4 separate regions of the Mus musculus genome follow, and regions 2, 3 and 4 are each linked to region 1. A link is a contact called in public HiChIP or PLAC-seq and promoter capture Hi-C data. All regions are on one chromosome and are shown on one strand. Each heading gives the region's core, a stretch centred on a gene start, on an enhancer-like site or on the middle of the called end of the contact. The rest is flanking DNA. Distances are from core to core; before and after follow the strand shown. Region 1 holds the start of Smarcd1 (SWI/SNF related, matrix associated, actin dependent regulator of chromatin, subfamily d, member 1). Region 2 holds the start of 1700120C14Rik (RIKEN cDNA 1700120C14 gene). Region 3 has its middle 16 kb from the start of Nckap5los. Region 4 holds the start of Nckap5los (a long non-coding RNA gene).

Evidence for each region. HiChIP or PLAC-seq counts read pairs in DNA pulled down with a chosen protein or histone mark. Capture Hi-C pulls out chosen DNA fragments and counts their contacts.
Region 2: a contact with region 1 is called in a promoter capture Hi-C map of liver. The contact joins the promoter of 1700120C14Rik here to the promoter of Smarcd1 in region 1. A contact is called at or near these places in 1 of 115 datasets of contacts at active chromatin or transcription factors (pancreatic cancer cells) and 2 of 9 other capture datasets (liver and pancreatic islet).
Region 3: a contact with region 1 is called in an H3K4me3 HiChIP or PLAC-seq map of embryonic stem cells, with 26 read pairs. The contact joins the enhancer-like site here to the promoter of Smarcd1 in region 1. A contact is called at or near these places in 3 of 39 promoter capture datasets (the 3T3-L1 cell line, 3T3-L1-derived adipocytes and neural stem cells), 1 of 15 datasets of contacts at CTCF or cohesin (embryonic stem cells), 30 of 484 Hi-C or Micro-C datasets (the 3T3-L1 cell line, the AML12 cell line, B cells and 19 more), 8 of 115 datasets of contacts at active chromatin or transcription factors (the NIH/3T3 cell line, embryonic forebrain, embryonic stem cells and 4 more) and 4 of 9 other capture datasets (adipose tissue, embryonic stem cells, liver and 1 more).
Region 4: a contact with region 1 is called in a promoter capture Hi-C map of liver, with 2.0 times the contacts expected there. The contact joins the promoter of Nckap5los here to the promoter of Smarcd1 in region 1. A contact is called at or near these places in 19 of 39 promoter capture datasets (the 3T3-L1 cell line, 3T3-L1-derived adipocytes, the C10 cell line and 14 more), 3 of 484 Hi-C or Micro-C datasets (embryonic stem cells, extraembryonic endoderm stem cells and frontal cortex), 4 of 115 datasets of contacts at active chromatin or transcription factors (embryonic stem cells, forebrain and stem cell-derived neural progenitor cells) and 4 of 9 other capture datasets (adipose tissue, embryonic stem cells, liver and 1 more).

What each region holds. Positions count from the first base shown.
Region 1 is chr15:99,699,926-99,704,277 of GRCm38.p6, reverse strand. It overlaps Smarcd1 (SWI/SNF related, matrix associated, actin dependent regulator of chromatin, subfamily d, member 1), which reads right to left and starts at 1,991. Exons shown (of 13, transcript NM_031842.2): 1 at 1,780-1,991; 2 at 985-1,172; 3 at 645-687; 4 at 418-540. The coding sequence starts at 1,956. Asic1 (acid-sensing (proton-gated) ion channel 1) reads right to left here. Exons shown (of 12, transcript NM_009597.2): 12 at 3,148-4,352. It overlaps Gm34939 (predicted gene, 34939), which reads left to right and starts at 474. Exons shown (of 3, transcript NR_168656.1): 1 at 474-652; 2 at 776-1,036; 3 at 1,488-2,871.
Region 2 is chr15:99,249,706-99,254,057 of GRCm38.p6, reverse strand. 1700120C14Rik (RIKEN cDNA 1700120C14 gene) reads right to left here and starts at 2,270. Exons shown (of 3, transcript NR_045627.2): 1 at 2,057-2,270. Mcrs1 (microspherule protein 1) reads left to right here and starts at 2,097. Exons shown (of 15, transcript NM_016766.3): 1 at 2,097-2,196; 2 at 3,476-3,595; 3 at 4,044-4,182. The coding sequence starts at 3,586.
Region 3 is chr15:99,414,658-99,419,009 of GRCm38.p6, reverse strand. No RefSeq gene overlaps it. Among named protein-coding and RNA genes, the nearest start is that of Nckap5los, 16 kb to the left of the region's middle. Within about 2 kb of position 2,334, at least 66 of the 459 cell types and tissues checked have an H3K27ac peak or open chromatin away from gene starts, as enhancers often do. A contact at or near this core is called in the AML12 cell line, the CH12 cell line, the NIH/3T3 cell line and 8 more, where this site is marked.
Region 4 is chr15:99,430,575-99,434,926 of GRCm38.p6, reverse strand. Nckap5los (a long non-coding RNA gene) reads right to left here and starts at 2,115. Exons shown (of 5, transcript XR_003951477.1): 1 at 2,073-2,115; 2 at 210-1,930. It overlaps Nckap5l (NCK-associated protein 5-like), which reads left to right. Exons shown (of 13, transcript NM_001001884.1): 3 at 738-887; 4 at 1,289-1,357; 5 at 1,444-1,482; 6 at 2,103-2,222. The coding sequence starts at 777.

The DNA of each region.
Region 1 (4,352 bases), core at 742-3,241:
TAAAACTCCCAAGTGACTCCTCACTGGCTGGCTCACTACAGGGGACAGAGACTCCACTCGGAAGTGTACAGTCCCGACCTGAGCCTGGGTGCAAGTGAATGCACCAGGGGACTAGGGAGACAAAATTGTGCAAAGTGGCATGTTCCCAAGGTAGCAAGTGGTTACAGCAAAAAGCGCGCACGGGTCTATTTCTGTCTAGAGCCCTGGATAGCTCCCCCCCAACCCCCCACCCCCGCCCCTTTCCCTGCCAGCTGTTAGACTCCTATGCTCCTAATGTAATTCCTGGTTTGTAGGCGGAAGGGAAAGATGCAATTTAAATGCCACAGAGAGCTGTGCTGTGCCTTTGATTTTTCCATCCTGAGCTGGAGAGAGACCTGGGCCCCTCCCTTGACCCTCAGCCTGGTACTGTCCTGTTACCTTGATGGGACGTTTCAAGGCCTCCTGGATATCTAGCCGCTTCCTCATAATAGTCTGGTCCAGTTTCCTTTCAAAAGCCAGGAGATCCATGTAGGCCTGTGATTCTGGGACCAGTTCCCGAATCTTAGGAACAGAAAGACAGAGATGGGATGGGGCAGCCCTCGTTCTGACCACTTCTATTCTCAAAGCCACTACCCCTTCAAGGAGACCTCTGCAGCTGCACTCACCCTTTGAGGTAGGATTTTGTCAGCCATCTTCTTTTTCTTTGCACTGTTCAGAATAAATACTGTGATCAGGTTGGGATAGGAACTAGTCAGAACGTGAGCAGTGTTGTGAGCACCTTTGTTTATGGTTACAGCCAAGGCCTACGAAATGACTCTCCATTTAAAGACGCTACCTCTCCCATGACCACCAAAACTCCACTGCATCATGAGGCCCTGTTAGTCCCTGCAGCACCGTTTGGTGCCACAGCGCTGACTTCCTGGTTCTGCATGCCCACCACCAGCATCCTCACAGGCCTCCTCTCCCCCATACCCTTCTTTCCTTCACCCCCAGGGGTCATCTTACTTGTGATTTCGATTTTGGACCGCCTGCTGCTGGACCTGCTGGATCTGTTGAGGTGCAGGTCTCTTGCGGGACTGGTCCATCCCTGACTGGGCCAGACCAGGTCGGACTGAAGGGTTCCCCCCATAGCCAGGAGGTCCCATGGAAGGTCCCTGAGGTGTCATTCGGCTACCTGGCAGCATACCTGGTCTCTACAGAAGGGAGAGGACCCAGAAATGTCATACTTTTCCTTGCTAGCCCCACCAAGAAAGGAAAAATGGTGGCAGCCTGGATTTCAGGAGTGGGTTAGGGCTGGGGGTGGGGTGGGGGGACAACAAGACAGTCCTTTGCTTCTTTGAAATACAGTCACTGGACCTTCAGTGATTTCATTGCATATAGTCTAAAAACTAGATTATACTCAATTTTTCTGGTCTATGCTGGATCTGACTCACCAGACATGTCTAGTCAGCCCTACATTTCTTTTTTTACTAGCTACTGTCTCCTCTAAAGCTGACCTCCATTTGCAGCTATAACAGCCTGGGTATTCCTGGGGACACGGGGGCTGCCCACTCCCCTCTGCATTCCATGACCATCCCAGGGCCCACTTCGCCCACCCTGGTTCCACACTCACTCCTCACATGGAAACAATGCCGCCAGGAGCAGGTAAGGATGCTAACCTCCTCCCCCCCCACACACCTCCACTCCCGGCCCGAGCCCCTCCCCAGGGAGTCCCTCCCACTTCTCCCTCACCCCTGTCAGTCCTCCGCCCTCGCTCGGCCCCGCCCCCGGCCCGCGCGCCCCTCCTCCTGTCCCACTCACCGGATAGGCCGCCCCGGGCATCGGAGAGCGGTACAGCCCTTGACCCGGCGCCGGGCCCATTCGCACGGGAGGCCCGGGAGTTCCGCCCGGGCCCAGAGCAGCCGCCACGCCCGCTCCTCCTGAGGCTCCCGCGCCGCCGCTCGGAGCCACAGACTGGAAACCCGCCCGGGCCGCCATCTTCCCGGAGCCGCCGCTGCAGCTGCACAAAGAACCGGAACCGGAACTCCCCCCGCCCCCCGCGCGCCCCCCGAGCGCCTGGGCTGTTTGTGGGCCCGGCCCGCCGGCGGGCACAGGCGGCTCGGAGCAGCGAGACTACGGGCTAGAGGGGGCGACTAGCGGGAAAGGCGTGCTGACCACTCCCTCCCGCCTTCACGGGCCAGGAGGGAGCACCATAGAGAAGCGGTGTGCGGATAAAGAGGTGCCGGGAGCGAGCGCCTCCACGCGGTTGGAGGACGGTAAAAAGCCTTGCAGAGAGCCCAGCCCATCCGGCTGGCGGCTGGAGTGATGCTTCACCTTGGCCCAGTGCATTTACCTCTCCAAAGCATTCTGGTTGCCTTGCTTTTCGTTCTCCTACTGCTCAGACTCCGGGTACTAAAGAGGAAAACGTGCTGTTTGTTCGTTCGGGAAAAGTAGAACTCGAAGGAGATCAATGTCGTGGCAAAGACAAATCAGCAAGAGAAAACCCATGCCGGGCCGTGGTGGCGCACGCCTTTAATCCCAGCACTTGGGAGGCAGAGGCAGGCGGATTTCTGAGTTCGAGGCCAGCCTGGTCTACAGAGTGAGTTCCAGGACAGCCAGGGATACACAGAGAAGGCTCGGGACCCTTCACCTCAGACGTTTAACTTAAGATTTTGATGCGTTTTTTCCCGTGACTTTTCTCCAAAGAGTCCTGGATATTTGTTGCCATAGATAACTGCTGGTCCCCTGCCCAGTGATCAGACGAATCCTGAGCCTGTCTTTTCCCAGCAGGATCAGTGTTTACCTGATCAAGTATGTAGGGTCTGGTGTAGCCCAATCTAGCGTTAAACTCACTGTGTAATGGAAGATAGCTGCTCCATCTCCTACCTGCTGGAATTACAGGTATAACCACCACACCGGGCTACCACTCAAATTCCCTTACTCTAGTTGTGTGGCTCTCAAGGCAAGCTCCATTCTAAAGGTAACACCCACAGTTTGCAACTAAAAACAGCACTGGGCAGGATAATGGCAGCTCAGGCTTTTAATCCCAGCATTTTGGGAGGCAGGAGGATCTCTGTGAGAGTTCGAGGCCAGCCTGGACTACAGAGCCGTTCCAGGACAGCCAGGGCTACACAGAGAAACCCTGTCTCAAAACAAACCAAACAACAAACAGAAAACCAACACTGAAGAGATGGTTGAAACCCAGTTTATTAGACCAGAGGCATGCGTCACCCAGAGCCCCTCCTGCTGCCCCCCCAGCCAGTGTACATTTCTCAGCTTTGCCCTGTTTCTTTCTGGGGAGTTCTGATCTCTAAACAACTCTTGAGAACCAAGAGGTCTCAAAGATGCCAAAGCCTTGCTCTCTGGCTCCAGGCCAACGTACACAGGTGATCTGCCCATAAGTCCTGTTTTGGGATTAGAGACCAAGAGACAGTGGGGACAGAGAAGGCCAGGAATGAGATTGGAGAGCTGGCCTGGGAAGGGTGTCTGGTTGAGGAGGCCCTCTACCTCACCTTGTGGCCCCCTTAGGGTAGGGACACACAACAGCACGTCTTTCAACTTCTGCTCTAGGCCAATCTCTTTCCTCATGTGACCACGCCCTGACTCACCAGAAAATGCAAGCGGTGGGCCTGGGCATCAAGGTGAGGACTGGGCCCTGGGCACCCCGAAGAAAGAAAGGCCACTGAGTCAGGGCTCCGGCTTCTGGCTGTGGGTACCCACCGCCCAGCTGCAAGAGGGAGTCACCAATCCCCAGCCTCCCTCCCCACCTCCCGTCTGTAACTCTCTCCGCTTAGTGTCCTCCATTCCTGGGTAGGAGCTACCTCTCCAGCAGTCACTTCCCTCAGGGAGGCCACAGTCAGCCAGGCAAAGGGCACTGGGATAGGTGGAGCAAGGTAGAGGGTATGTTAAGGCTGTGGGGAGGGCAGAGGGTGCCCCGGTCGTGGGGGCAAAGGGCGAGGCCAGAAAGAGGCAGAGCTTGTAATTCACAGCTTCCTTTATGTCGCCACCGAGACAGTGCGAAGGTTACAATGCGCGTGTCATCTCCTTGTGCTTCTCAGAGGGATGTGTGTACACAGTACAGTACAGACACCAGGGGAGAATCCAGCTCTTTATACGGGCAAAGGCATTCAGAGACAGGAGAATGGGGGAGAGACAGAAGGGAGAACTAGGGGCGGGAGGGCGGTTCTTGGAGACAAGAGGGAATGGAGGGGGAGACAAACAGGGCCGGAGGGGAGTATATACAAGGTTATAGTAATATAGAGTCTGTATCATATAGAAATAGAAAATGCAGATGAGGTTGCCGAGAGAAGCGGATGACGTCGGGGAAGAGGACTTGGGATTGTTCCATAAGAAAATTTATGGATGTGGCCTTCTGCAAAGGCCTCTGAGAGAGA
Region 2 (4,352 bases), core at 1,021-3,520, 450 kb after region 1:
CTCAAAAACCCAAGCCAAACAAACCAAGAAAGACCGGTGATCGCTATGCTCCAGTGGCACCAGCAGCTGATGGATGCCACCGACATAAATGTGGTATGCCTGGACATCAGGTGGGCTTGTGATCTTGTCCGCTTAACCTCATTTAGAGTCACAAGACATCTGTGAAGCTATTTCTGGAGGTTTAACTTAGATGGGAGACACACCCTAATTTCGAGTGACCTTGGGCTAGGGCTACAGACTGAACAGAAAGGAGAAAGCAGGCAGAACACCAATACTTCATCTCTCTGCACTTCCAAGTTCTGGACACAGCGTGAGCAATCACCCCACACTCCTGCCACCATGCCTTTCCTGCCATGATGTTTGTCCCCCTCACACCCCCAAAAACCCTGTGAGCTAAAATAACCCTTTCTTCTTTCAGGGTTTCCTTCTTTAAGGGTTTGCCTTTCCTAGGAGAAAAACATCTAACAAACATTGAACAGTACCCATCCAGCTCTTTACCAAACGATCCCTTGTTAGGGCTGTCCATGTGGCTTGGTGGGACAGAACTTGCCTGATAAGCAACAAGTATTTCACTCCTACTTAAAAACAAACAAACAAACAAACAAAAACTCTTTAAAGAAGAAAGCCCAATTAATTGTCATCTGTATAGATACTAAACCACACTATATTTTGCACAACCCACCAGACTGTGTCCTAGTTTGTTTTTAATTGCTGTGATCAAAACACTGTAACTAAAGGCGACCTGGGAAGCAAAGGGTCTATTTCATCTCATAACTTTCTTTTTTTTTTTTTAAGATTTATTTATTGGTTATATGTAAGTACACTGTAGCTGTCTTCAGACACTCCAGAAGAGGGAGTCAGATCTCGTTATGGATGGTTGTGAGCCACCACGTGGTTGCTGGGATTTGAACTCCAGACCTTTGGAAGAGCAGTCGGGTGCTCTTACCCACTGAGCCATCTCACCAGCCCCTCATCTCATAACTTTCAAGTCACTGTCTATTACCGAGGAAAGTTGGGGCAAGAACCTCAAGGCAGGCACTGCTTAGACCTCCCACATCTATCCAAACAAGAAAACACACCCCAGACTTGCCTACCAACCAGTCTGAAGGAGGCATTTTCTCAACTGAGCGCGAAGATTCTAGCTAGTTTCAAGTTGACAAACCTCTAACAAGCACACTGTATACCAGAAAACTTTGTTTTGGGAGCGATAAAGCAAATACATGCTCGTTAAATAAGTAACAGTATATTATGAAGAGAAGACTTGCAACTTGTCAGGGTCGTCCATTTGACACTTAAGTTCAGGATGTCAGGCACGCTGGGCAAACGCTCTTCCCGGAAGCTCCTCCAGCCAGAGCTGCTCCACTTTTGTGCCCCTCAAAGAAGGCATGAAAGAGCTATTAGAGCCCAGTCTCCCTAGCTTTCCCGGGCATCTCTCACGGCCCCAAAGTCTGGACGTCTCCTGTTCTCTGGGAACTAGTTCTTTCTTTCAAAACAGTTTCCTCAGGGAACACTGTCCTCTGAAAAGGATTCGGTTGGTTTGCTGGCTACCCACGACTGACCCCAGCAGTCTAGATGGAGTTCTTCTGGCGTAAGCAACTGGCGCCGCTCCTTCTAAGGAGTGTTTCCTTAGGAACGCGGCCACCATCCTGCATCTCCCCCTTAGACAGGAATTTTCGGGATCGTACTGTACGCCACAGTTAGAGCAAACTCTCCAACATGTTCCTCCAGTCCTGTGCTTAGCAAAGAGCCTGACCGAATCCCTTATCTGAAAACACTGGCAGATAAAACAATACAAGATTTGGTCCAGAGAGACCTACCAAGGTTAGTGCTAATTACGAATGCACGGCGGCCCCGCCCCTCCCAGCGTCGCCTGGGCGGGGTCTCAGCACAAGCCCCGCCCTCCCGCTGCGTTTTCCAACACGGAAACCTCCGCGGTTCCTATAATTAACACTGCCTGGTGCCTCCCTAAGCGCTTCTGCCAACCGGGAAAGCTGTATTTCCGGCTCCCCGCAAAATGGTTTCCACTAAGGCGCACGGCCACGCCCCTTCCACTTACGGGTCCAGGACGAACCGGAAGAGATCGTCCAACCCTTCGTTCGCAACCCGGAAGTAGATGTGTCTCACGGAAGCCGGCTTTGGCCCTGCGGCTCCTGCCGTCGCCGCGGAGAAATTGTTGGAGCTGGCAGCCTAGGAATGGTGAGACCCCGCGACTCGTCTCCTAGTGTTCTGAGTAGACCTGGAGGGTGAAGTGGAGTTTCCCAACGTGCCTCGGGGCACAACCCCACAACAAGATTTGGGGCCCCGCCCCGGTATCGCCCCGAAAAATCTGCGCATGCGTAAGTCCGATCAGGCCAGGCTCTGGCCTGCGGTGTTACGCATGCGCACAGGTGGCATGCTTGAGGTGGGATGAGAATTGTCTGGGAGTTGGTCCTGGTTCGCTACCACCGGCCTGTGGGCCTCAGAGCCAGATGGCGAGATCGATGCAGTAGTATGGAGCCGAAGAGTTGACTAAATTACCACTGCTCCCCAGAGTCCCTGAAACAGACCTGCACTGATCCCTCACCTTGGGGGTGCCCTGTCGGGAGGAGGGAAGGGAAGGAGGGCAAGCACTTTGCCTTAGTTGCTCGTGGGACTGGACACCTGCACCCCCCTTCTGTGGTACCCACGGAGCTGGTCGTGGAGCGTCCTTAAAGGCAGAGCCAGAACTTTGCTCTACGAGACGCCGGAGTCAGGAGGGGCGGGGCTGCCAAAGCGCTGGGTATTCATACAGTTCCCAAACCACGTTTGAATCGTCCGAAGGAACCACCCGCTTTAGTAAAAGCTGCAAATGGAAGGGAAAGCAAAAGGGTAGCGAGATAGTGGGATTCCATCTACCTTCCCAGGCTGTGGCCTGGGGGCAGGCTGGTGCTGCTGATTTGAGTAGACAGGCAAAGGAAAACAAATGAGTCAGGAATCCCTTGACCCTTTCTGGTTAACGTTCCAAATGCTTAATTTAGGATTCACTGGTAAAATTAAGAGAGATCTCTGAGCCTAATACGTTTTTTCCCACATCTTTTTATCATTCACACAAAGGCCTCAGTGACTCCCACATAGCTACTTATATTTTTTGTTTTTATTGTTTGGAGCAGAGGCTCACCATTATATAGATAGCCCTGGCTTGCTCTGTAGACGAGGCTGGCCTTAAAGTCAACAGAGATCCACCTGCCTCTACCTCTACCTCTACCTCTACCTCTACCTCTACCTCTACCTCTACCTCTACCTCTACCTCCGCCTCCACATGCTGGGATTAACTGTCAGAGCCATCAGACCAGGTAATAGCTACTAATGGTTAGGTGCAATTGAGAGTAGAGCTCTTTTGCCTCTTCCCACTACCTCAGACAGGGTGCACGAGTGCACGAGGATAAGGGATTGGTCAGTCAGTAGGTTTGGCCTGTTGGAAACCCGAGCCTGAGGGAGCCTTACCTCTCCTTCCCAGACTCTCTTCTCAGCATCCAAGCTCGCTTGGTCAGAACCCTTGGATGAGCCTGTGGGACCCTTCCTCCTAGCCCTGTGGTTTGGAGCCGGAGGCTTTGGGACTGTGAGAGGATGGACAAAGGTAGTGTGAGGCCCGGCCATCTCCCCAAGCTCTCGGGCGCCAGGCAGCCTCTGACTCTACCCCTTGCCTTGCACGAGTGTCTCTCGGTCTTGGCCCGGCAATGCCACCTACCACCCCCCTCCCCTGGGCCAGCACCACCCATGTGCCTCTCGGCAGAGCCACAATTGCCTCAGTTGCTGTGGAGCTTCTGCTCTTTGGCACAATGCATTTTGATAGCCAAGGGAGCAGTTATGCTCAGAGCCCACCCCGTGTGTCGGCCTCATCAGCCTGACCTGAGCACCTGTGCTGCACCCCATGACCCGTGGCACCAGGAGGTCTGAGCCCGGATGGGATCTGGATGGCCAAGGAGGAATGCCTGCCTCAAAGACCAAGCCTCAGGGAGGCCGGGCAAGGGCTGAGGGGCTGACACAAGGGTCCGTGCACAGAGGTCACCCTTTCTCTTTCCTAGATTCTCAGGGGCTGCTAGACTCGTCCCTGATGGCGTCAGGCACAGCCAGCCGCTCCGAGGATGAGGAGTCACTGGCAGGGCAGAAGCGAGCATCCTCCCAGGCCCTGGGCACTATCCCCAAACGCAGAAGCTCCTCCAGGTAGCCTGGGCTCAGAGCGCCTGGAAGGGGAGGCATGTGGGGCTAGGCACGCCCTTGCTAGCCTTGGTTTGAAATGGCCTTCTGAGCCTGCCTGGGTTCTGAGCCTGCCTGGGGTCCAAGCAAAGCCTTGTGCTTTTCCTTTACCTCCTCTGCCGGTGTGTCCGGATGGC
Region 3 (4,352 bases), core at 1,085-3,584, 290 kb after region 1:
TTTAATCCCAGCACTTGGGAGGCAGAGGCAGGCAGATTTCTGAGTTCGAGGCCAGCCTGGTCTACAGAGTGAGTTCCAGGGCTGTGGTGGTCTACACCTCTAATCCCTGGTCTACCTCACAAGTTCCAGGACAGTCAGGGCTACACAGTAAGACCCTGTCCAAAAGAGAAAAGAAAGTAATGTGGTCTTAGTATTTTTAAGACTTTAGTTTGGATGCTTATTAGTTTTTTGAGACACAGTCGTGCTATGTAGCTCAGGCCTGACTCAGACTTGCCATTCCCCTGCCTCTGCTTCACCAGTGTGAGGCTCACAGGTGTGTATCACTAAGTTGTGTTTCTGAAGCGATGGCTTGTGTGAATGTTTCCAGTGTGGTATCATCTTGTCACTCTGCCACCTCAGGGGCAGCCATGTTTACAGTTTGCCCAGCAGACACTTTAAGCCTTTGATTTCATCCCTTAAGGGTAGAGGATGTGGGGGGGTCACCACAGATGGAGTTTTGGGGATACTTCCATCCCATCTTCACGGGGCTGGAGCCAGTGGAGGACGGAGGATGGGCGTCTCTGACACCAGACTTCAGAGAAAATGGGTTTTTGTGAGAGAGTATAGCAGGGGCACACACTGGTTTCAGGTCGAGAAAAGGAAAGTTGTAGGCTTAACCCAAGGGAAGCATTGCTGATGGGGGAACTGGGGTGGCGAGTGGAGGGCCAGTGGCGGTGATCTCTGGCTCCAGGGATAATACATAAGAACACTCACCCTTGACAGTGCGCCAGCACTACCTCGGGCGGCCATGTGTGTGGATACTCAGCTAATCCTCTATACAACCTCTTCATGTGGGTGATCCTGTTACCCGGGTCTGATAGGGTAGGGAGAGCCAGAACGTTTAAAACGTTAAAGCCTGTGTATAGATCAGCCGTGATTCAAGCCCAGACACGCCGGCTCCAGAGCACACTCAAAACGACACCAGATAACACTGGGGGGACTGAAGTGAGAGGACGGAGAGTTCCAAGCCAGCCACAACTACAAAGCCAGAGCAAGACCCCGCCCCACCCCACCCCGCCCCACCTACCACCAGGGCCCGAGAGCTGGGTCAGTAGTGCAGACTGAAGAGTCTCTTCCAGGAGACTCAGTAAGTCTGGTACACACGCTGGATGACTCCATCTCTGGGGAATCTGACACCTCTAGCCTCTCTAAGCACCTACACCCACGAGGAGCACACACACACACACACACACACACACACACATATTGGGGTAGTCACTCAGTGGTAGGACGTTTGTTTAGCAACAAAGTCCTGAGTTTGAAAAATGAAGAAGGAAGCCGGGCGTGATGGAACAAGCCTTTAATCCCAGCACTCAGGAGGCAGAGGCAAGCAGATTTCTGAGTTCAAGGCCAGCCTGGTCTACAAAGTGAGTTCCAGGACAGCCAGGGCTACACAGAGAAACCCTGTCTCAGAAAAAAAAAAAAGAAAGAAAGAAGGAAGGAAGGAAGGAAGGAAGGAAAGAAAGAAAGAAAGAAGGAAAGAAAGAAAGAAGGAAAGAAAGAAAGAAAGAAAGAAAGAAAGAAAGAAAGGGAAGGAAAGAAGAAGAAAGAAGGAAAGAAAAAGAGAAGAGAAGAGAAGAGAAGAGAAGAGAAGAGAAGAAAAGAAAAGAAAAGAAAAGAAAAGAAAAGAAAAGAAAAGAAAAGAAAAGAAAAAATGAAGAAGGAGAGGATGGAAGAAAAGAAAGCTTAGGCTGGGCTCCCACCCTACCCACCCCACCCTCATCCATCACCCCAACAAGCAAAGTGCGGGTGAGGAGAGACTGGGTGGTGAGCCAGAAGGATGAGGTGTGTTGTTAGCGGTGGAGTCTTGCCCATCTCATGCCAATGAAATGAGGCAGAGGTAAGAGCTGTCAAGGGGAGCGTGGGGGGTGGGGTGGAGTGGGGGTGGGGTATCTCAAAGTGATATGTGGAGGAGGAGCAACTGTGTGGGCCGAGGGAAAGCAGCTAGAGTCTTAGGGTGGAAGAGCCATCAAGAAATTAAATTTATCTTTTGTTTGTTTTGTTTTGTTTTGTTTTGAAACAGCGTCTCACTATGTAGCTGAGGATAGCCTTGAGTTCATGACAATCTTCCTGTCCCTACTGTGGCCTCTCCATGTCTGAAAGTGTTGGGTTGCCATATCAAGCCTTTCATTCTTTAAGCAAGAAAAAAAAAAAAACCAAACAAACAAACAAAAAAAAACTCCTTTCCCTCCACTTGAGAAAATGTTGCCAGTAGATGGCGCATGGGAGGCAGCTTCACGGTTTGCGGGGCTACACTGCCCTCGTGTGGCTATAAGAAGAAATACAGGGTGTCCTCCACCTCTTGACAGCTTTGGTAAGCCTTGGGTGAAGCCAGAGAATATGAATACCCTGTCCATCCCTGCCAGTTCTCCCCATCAGCCTTGCTTTCCGGGAGACACATTTCCTACTACCAGTTTCAACGTAGACGGGCTGTCAAGGCAGCTGAACTACTCTGAGCAAACTCTCGTGAAGGCATGACATCAGCGGGTGACCAGCCCATATCTGTCCTTCATCCCTGTCGAGTCTACAACAAACATTCACAGGGCACCCAATAGGTGGGAAGCACCGGGCAGCCTGTAGTGGACACTGAATGTGAATGGCGTTGTGGACCAGCGTGTGTATGGGGGGTGGGGGGGGGAGGGGGCTCAAGTGGTGAGATTCTGTCCCTCTGCTTTCCCCTCCCAAGTGCCCTCACTTTCTGGAAACCACAGGACAGAAATGCCTTCGGACGCATCTGAGTTGTTGCGTATGACATGGTTAATTTCCACACTGAAGATGTGCAGATGGTTTATTCAGTCAACAATGGAAGAATAACTGAATTGTTCCCAGTTTGGGGCTAATTAGAACTAAAACTGGAGCTGTGTTCACGAGGTAGAACCCCTGCCTAAAATGCACAAAGCCTGACCTGGGTTCAGTTTCCAACCCTGCATAAAAAAAAAAAAAAAACCGAGATGAGGTGGCAAGTGCCTGTAATTCCAGAACTGGCCAGAAGGGGGCAGGAAGATCAGAAGTTCAAAGTCATCCTTAGCTACATAGTGAGTTTGAGGCTAGCCTGGTCTATATGAGACTTTGTATCAAAATGAAAATAAGGAACTGGAGTGGCTGGAAAGGTTGCTCAGTGGTTAAGAGCACTGACTACTCTTCCAGAGGTCCTGAGTTCAAATCCCAGCAACTACATGGTGACTGGCATCCATCTGTGATGGGATCTGACGCCCTCTTCTGACATGCAGATAAGAGCACTAATATAAGAGAGAGAGAGAGAGAGAGAGAGAGAGAGAGAGAGAGAGAGAGAGAGAGAGAGGAAGAAAAGAAAAGAAAAGAAAAGAAAAGAAAAGAAAAGAGAAGAGAAGAGTTAGAGAGATAACTCAGCAGTTAAAAGAACACACTGCTCTTGCAGAGGACCTGAGTTCAAGGTCTAATTTAAATTTGAGTTTATAAGAAGCTGCCAAATAGTGCTGCAGAGGCTGCACCATCCTCCTGTCACCAGTGAGGGGCATGTTCCTCCACACTTCCAGCAGCACTCAGTGTTATCAATATCTACATATATGTATATATGTACACTTACACACACACATATATATTATACACACATTATATACATGTATTACATATATGTATTTGTGTAATAAATTCATATATATTATATGTATGTTCTATCCATATTTTATGCCTGCTTTAATTTACATCTCCCCAGTGTTTGATGAGCTAATTTACCATGACACCTAGACTGGCCTTGCTCCTAATCTCTGGCCTCCCTCCACCTCCCAAGTGCTGGATTTACAATTCAGGCTAGCATAGACCTTACTGAATAGCTCAGGATGGCCCCAAGCTCCTGGCAGTTCCTCTGAATTACCTGCCTCAATGCTTTGGTTACAGGCATAAGCAACCAGATCTGGCTAAAATTTTGTTTTTAAAATTATTTTAATGTTTTTCAGTGCAAAATTGAAATCAGGGTATTACACAGCCTAGGCAAGGGTTATACCACTGAACTCCATTCCAGACCCTAAAATTAATTTTAATTGACAGATAAATTATATCACAGTATGTGTCTACATTGTAAAACCAAGTCATGGGCTGGTGAGATGGCTCAGTGGGTAAGAGCACCCGACTGCTCTTCCGAAGGTCCGGAGTTCAAATCCCAGCAACCACATGGTGGCTCACAACCACCCGTAATGAGATCTGATGCCCTCTTCTGGAGTGTCTGAAGACAGCTACAGTGTACTTACATATAATAAATAAATAAATCTAAAAAATAAAACAACAAGTCATATCACATAATATACTGGAGGTCAAGCCTTCAGCCTCACCCCGGG
Region 4 (4,352 bases), core at 866-3,365, 270 kb after region 1:
AGAGTGTGCAAAGCCCCCTGGCCCACTGGGACCTCGGCGGCAGTGTTTTAAGCCCTCTCAGAGTGCCTGGATCATTTGGAGCCAGAAGAGGGAGTGTGGGAGGCACAAAGGATGCTTCATGGTATGTCCAAGAGGAGACAAAGCATATCTGTGGTGTGGGTGCTGGGAATTGAACCTGGATCCTCGGGAAGAGCAGGCAGCCCTCTTACCTGCTGAGCCGTAGGTTGAGCCCATCTTTACTTTTCAAATACCCTTGGTGCCTGGCGTGGTTGCTGCACACTTTCAGTCCTCAGGAGACGGAGGTAGAGGGATCTCTGTGAATTCAAGGCCAGACTGGTCTACAGAGTGAGTCCAGGACAGCCAGGACTTGTTACACAGTGGAACCCTGTCTTGTATAAATAAATAAACAAATATCCCTTGGCAGACTTAAGTTTTACGTGTCAACAGTGAGTGACATTAGTTGAAGTTGGTGTTACTTTCTAAACAGGGACGTTGAGTCACAGGGCAGCTGGTTGACCAGTAAAAAATTCGGGCTCTAGGCCCCCATGCAGGGTGTGTGTGAGCGCTGGGGTTCCTATAGGCACAGTCTCGGCCTCAGGATGGGAAGAATAAACAAGAGTCACCCAGCCTAACCTTGAGCTGTTGCATTATCACCAGTATAGCAGAGGTCACTAGAGAGTTTTGTCACCCTCCTCCTGCCTTCTCTCCTTGCCTGTTCCTGGTCTGCCTGGGAGTAGCCTGCCAGGCCTCATTCCCAGAGCCTGACTCCCAAGGTCATGGACCAGCCGGCCGGAGGCACCGGAAAGCTGAGGGCATCGGCTGGTGAGGACGACAGCATGGAGCTCAGCACCTGCCAGGAGCTTCTGCACCGACTTCGGGAGCTGGAGGTACGCGGTGGCAGGCAGGGCAGGGCGGGGCATGGGGAGTCAGGGCTGCCCACCGCTGAGCTCAGTGTGGAGAAGGCTTGCCAGGCAGGAGAGGGCTGGACGGTTGGTTCTTTATTAAAGCTCCCCTGGGAAGCCCCGGTTCCTCTTCACTCTCCAGCTCGGGCGACAGTGAAGAGTACGTAGCTGTCCTATGCCACGAGTGTCTCTTCCCCACCCCCACCCCACCTTTACGACCCTACTGGTTCCAAGGACAGTGATATCCATAGAGGCTACTAGGTAAAACGGTCAGATAACCCTGGTCCAGGAGTTTGATGGACAGGGCAAAGCCTGTCCACTCTGCCACCCTCGCTCCCAGGGTACAAATGAGCCTCAATGATTCCCCTTTCCACCTCACCCTACAGGCAGAGAACTCGGCGCTTGCGCAGGCCAATGAGAACCAGCGGGAGACTTACGAACGCTGTCTGGATGAGGTCTGTGGGGTTTGCCGAAGGACAGGGCTGGGGACAGGGGTGGGTGGGCAAAACGCCAGCTCAGCTCCCGGACTTTGTGTCCCCAGGTTGCCAACCACGTGGTACAGGCTCTACTGAACCAGAAGGTGAGTGGATTCAGGACTGTCTCACACCCACCTAACTGCTGCAGGATAGACCCAGGGTATACACAGGAGGTACAGCCCTGGGACTCCAGAGACCTGCTCAACTAAGTCTCTACCACCACGGAGTAGCCTAGGAGGAGCTCCCTATTGGCCCACTTGGCCCATGCCACTACCTCTGATTGGCCCGTTATTCTCTACCAGGAAGCAGAGTGAGTTGTTAAGGCCAGGTCTCTGAACCATGGGAACTTTGATTTGGACTAGAATGCCTTCTCTTACCTGGAGCCCAGCTGATTTCTCTATCGCCTTCAAAACACTACCAACGTCATGAGCCTCTATGGCCTTGAAGTGTTTTCTTCAGATCGCTGTGATGCGGGCCACTTAGACGTCAGGGTTCTCCCACGCCTTAGATGCCCCTCCCTTTTGACATGGCTTCTAGGAGGGAGGAAGCCAGCTGCAGAAATGGTGGAAATGACAGACTGGCCTTTACCGTAGTTCATTAGGGTAGCAAACCTTGAGAGCTCATCCCCAGAGGCTGTAGGTGTGAGCACAGCTGGCGGGGGCGGGAAGTCGCTGTCCCTCTCCTGCCTCCTCACCTTTGCTTCCTGTCCTTCCTGGGTGGACAGGACCTGCGGGAAGAGTGTATCAAACTGAAGAAGAGGGTGTTTGACCTGGAGCGGCAGAATCAGGTGTTGAGTGCACTACTGCAGCAGAAACTACAGCTCACGGCCAACTCCCTCCCTCAGGTGGGCAGATCATTTTCCTGTGGGCCCCGTCAGCATCAGCTTGCTCTTCTGTTCACCTCATAGGAGCAGGGTGTCCGCTGTCCTTAACACAGGGCCTGTGACCTTGCGGTGAAGGTATACTTGGACTAACAGACTTGCATTTTAGCTGAAAGAAAACTTCCCGAGTCCCTATAGACTCATCTGTCAACGCCATTCCCAGGGTCTCCCTACTCAGGCAGACAGTATCTTCAGTTGTTGTTGTTGAAGGAGGAGGAGGGGGAGGACAGGGTCTCACTCTGCATCCCTGGCTGGACTTACACTCAGGCAGTCCTCCTGCCTCAGCTACCCAAGTACTAAGATGAGAAGCATGGCCCTCACTCCTAGTGTACCCCTTCATATAAGAGAAAGTTGAGATTCACCCTGCCCTGTGTGGGGAGTCGGTCGGGTGGAGGCTGCAAATGCAGTTATTTCCAGTTCCCTAGAGGCCCCTGTGGCCACTGACGTGGCTTCTTCCTGGCCAGGGCCAGGGCAGGGCTAAGCATAAGGAGCCCAGAGCTGCGTGTCACAGAGAGGACAAGAACGGCACTTCACCCCGTTCACTGGATATGGGTGGCTGCACATACTGGGTTTGAACTTCACAGGCACTGGTTTCTATTGGCAGGCTGGACCCTGCCTGCCCTGGGAACAGTGTGGGGGTGGGGGTGGGGCGCTGGCTCGGGGTATGAGTCCTGGGATCAGTTGTCATGGATGTCACTCTGTCAGGAGCCTCAAGGATGGAAGAAGATACAGAGATAAGAGTGGTCTGGAAGTCAAGGAGAATAGCAGGTTGCCTCTGAGGGCAGCCAGCCCCTGCCCCCATTTTGACAATGAAAGCAGCTTTATCAGCGTGGAGCTGAGCCATGTCTGTCTGAACATGTGTGTTTGTCCAAATGATCCAGCCTGGTATCTGATTCCCCGTGAACTGAATCTCGGGCAGCAATGGATAGTCCGCAGTTGCCCCTGCAGCTGTTGTGCCTCTGCAGGGACCCCTGAGGCCTAGCTGTCACCAGCCTTCCCCCACCCAGTGAACCACCCACAGTCACTTTTTCAAAAACCTGAATGGACTGTGGGATCACCGAGGGTCGGTCCAGTCAATCTCTCACCCAAGTTCCCATGATGCAATGGAAAATTACAAGCGTTAAATGTTGGCCTCAAGTAAACTGGGGTTGGGTTTCTAACTGAACTGCTTTTTAGCTAAGTGTGGCCTTGGGCAAAGTATCAAACTATATAAATGTTAGGTTTTTCCCTTACAAATGGCACAAAAACACTGGCATTACACATCCTTGCGAGGATTAAATGAGGTAATATATGGTGCTCTGCTCGCTGACAGTCGGCGAATGGCAGCGGTTTAGTAGTATTAACGTGACTCCCAGGGTGAGCTTCGCTGGGTTGAAAGCCCCATTGCGCAGACACTAATTAAGCTTCCCTTGGAAGCCATGCCTTTGCCAAGGCCTGAGGAACCGATCTCAAGGCCCTGTGGGTGTTACATCCTGTGCAGGGTGTGTTTCTGGACGGCTGAGACTGCTTAGAGGCAGCCCATGGACAGCCATGCTAGAGTCAAGTGTGGCAGCTCTGCTTGTCCAAGGGTACAGGATAGGGGCAGCTAGCCCTTGGAGGACTGGGAGGCCTGGGGGTCGGCTTGCTCAGTGGTAAGGGACTTGTCATGCAAACGTTAGGGCTTGTGCGTAGTTCCCCAGCACCCCATGTCAAAAGCTGGACATGATACTCTGTGCTTACGATCCAGGCTCTGAGGTGGAGGCAGGGAGGTCCCTGTGGTTCACTGGCCAGCCAGCTGAGCCCACTCTGTGAGCCCCAGGTCCCCGTGTTGAGCCCTGCTTCTAAGAAACAAGGCAGGTGACTCCTGAGGAGCAGTGTTCAAGAGTGTGAATGTGTGTGTGCATGCATGCACGTATGCACACGCATGCACAATGTTCACACAGACTTAAGGAAGTTCCTGCAAGGAAATGACATTGGACCTGTGTGCCGGGTGGAAAGGAGTCTGACAAAGAGTCTGTAGATGGCTGCGGAGAAGGAAGTCCCCATGGAAGGAGCACCCAGAGGGTGGCACACTTTCAGCTTGGGTAGATGAAGGATGCGAGACAGGAAGTGAGG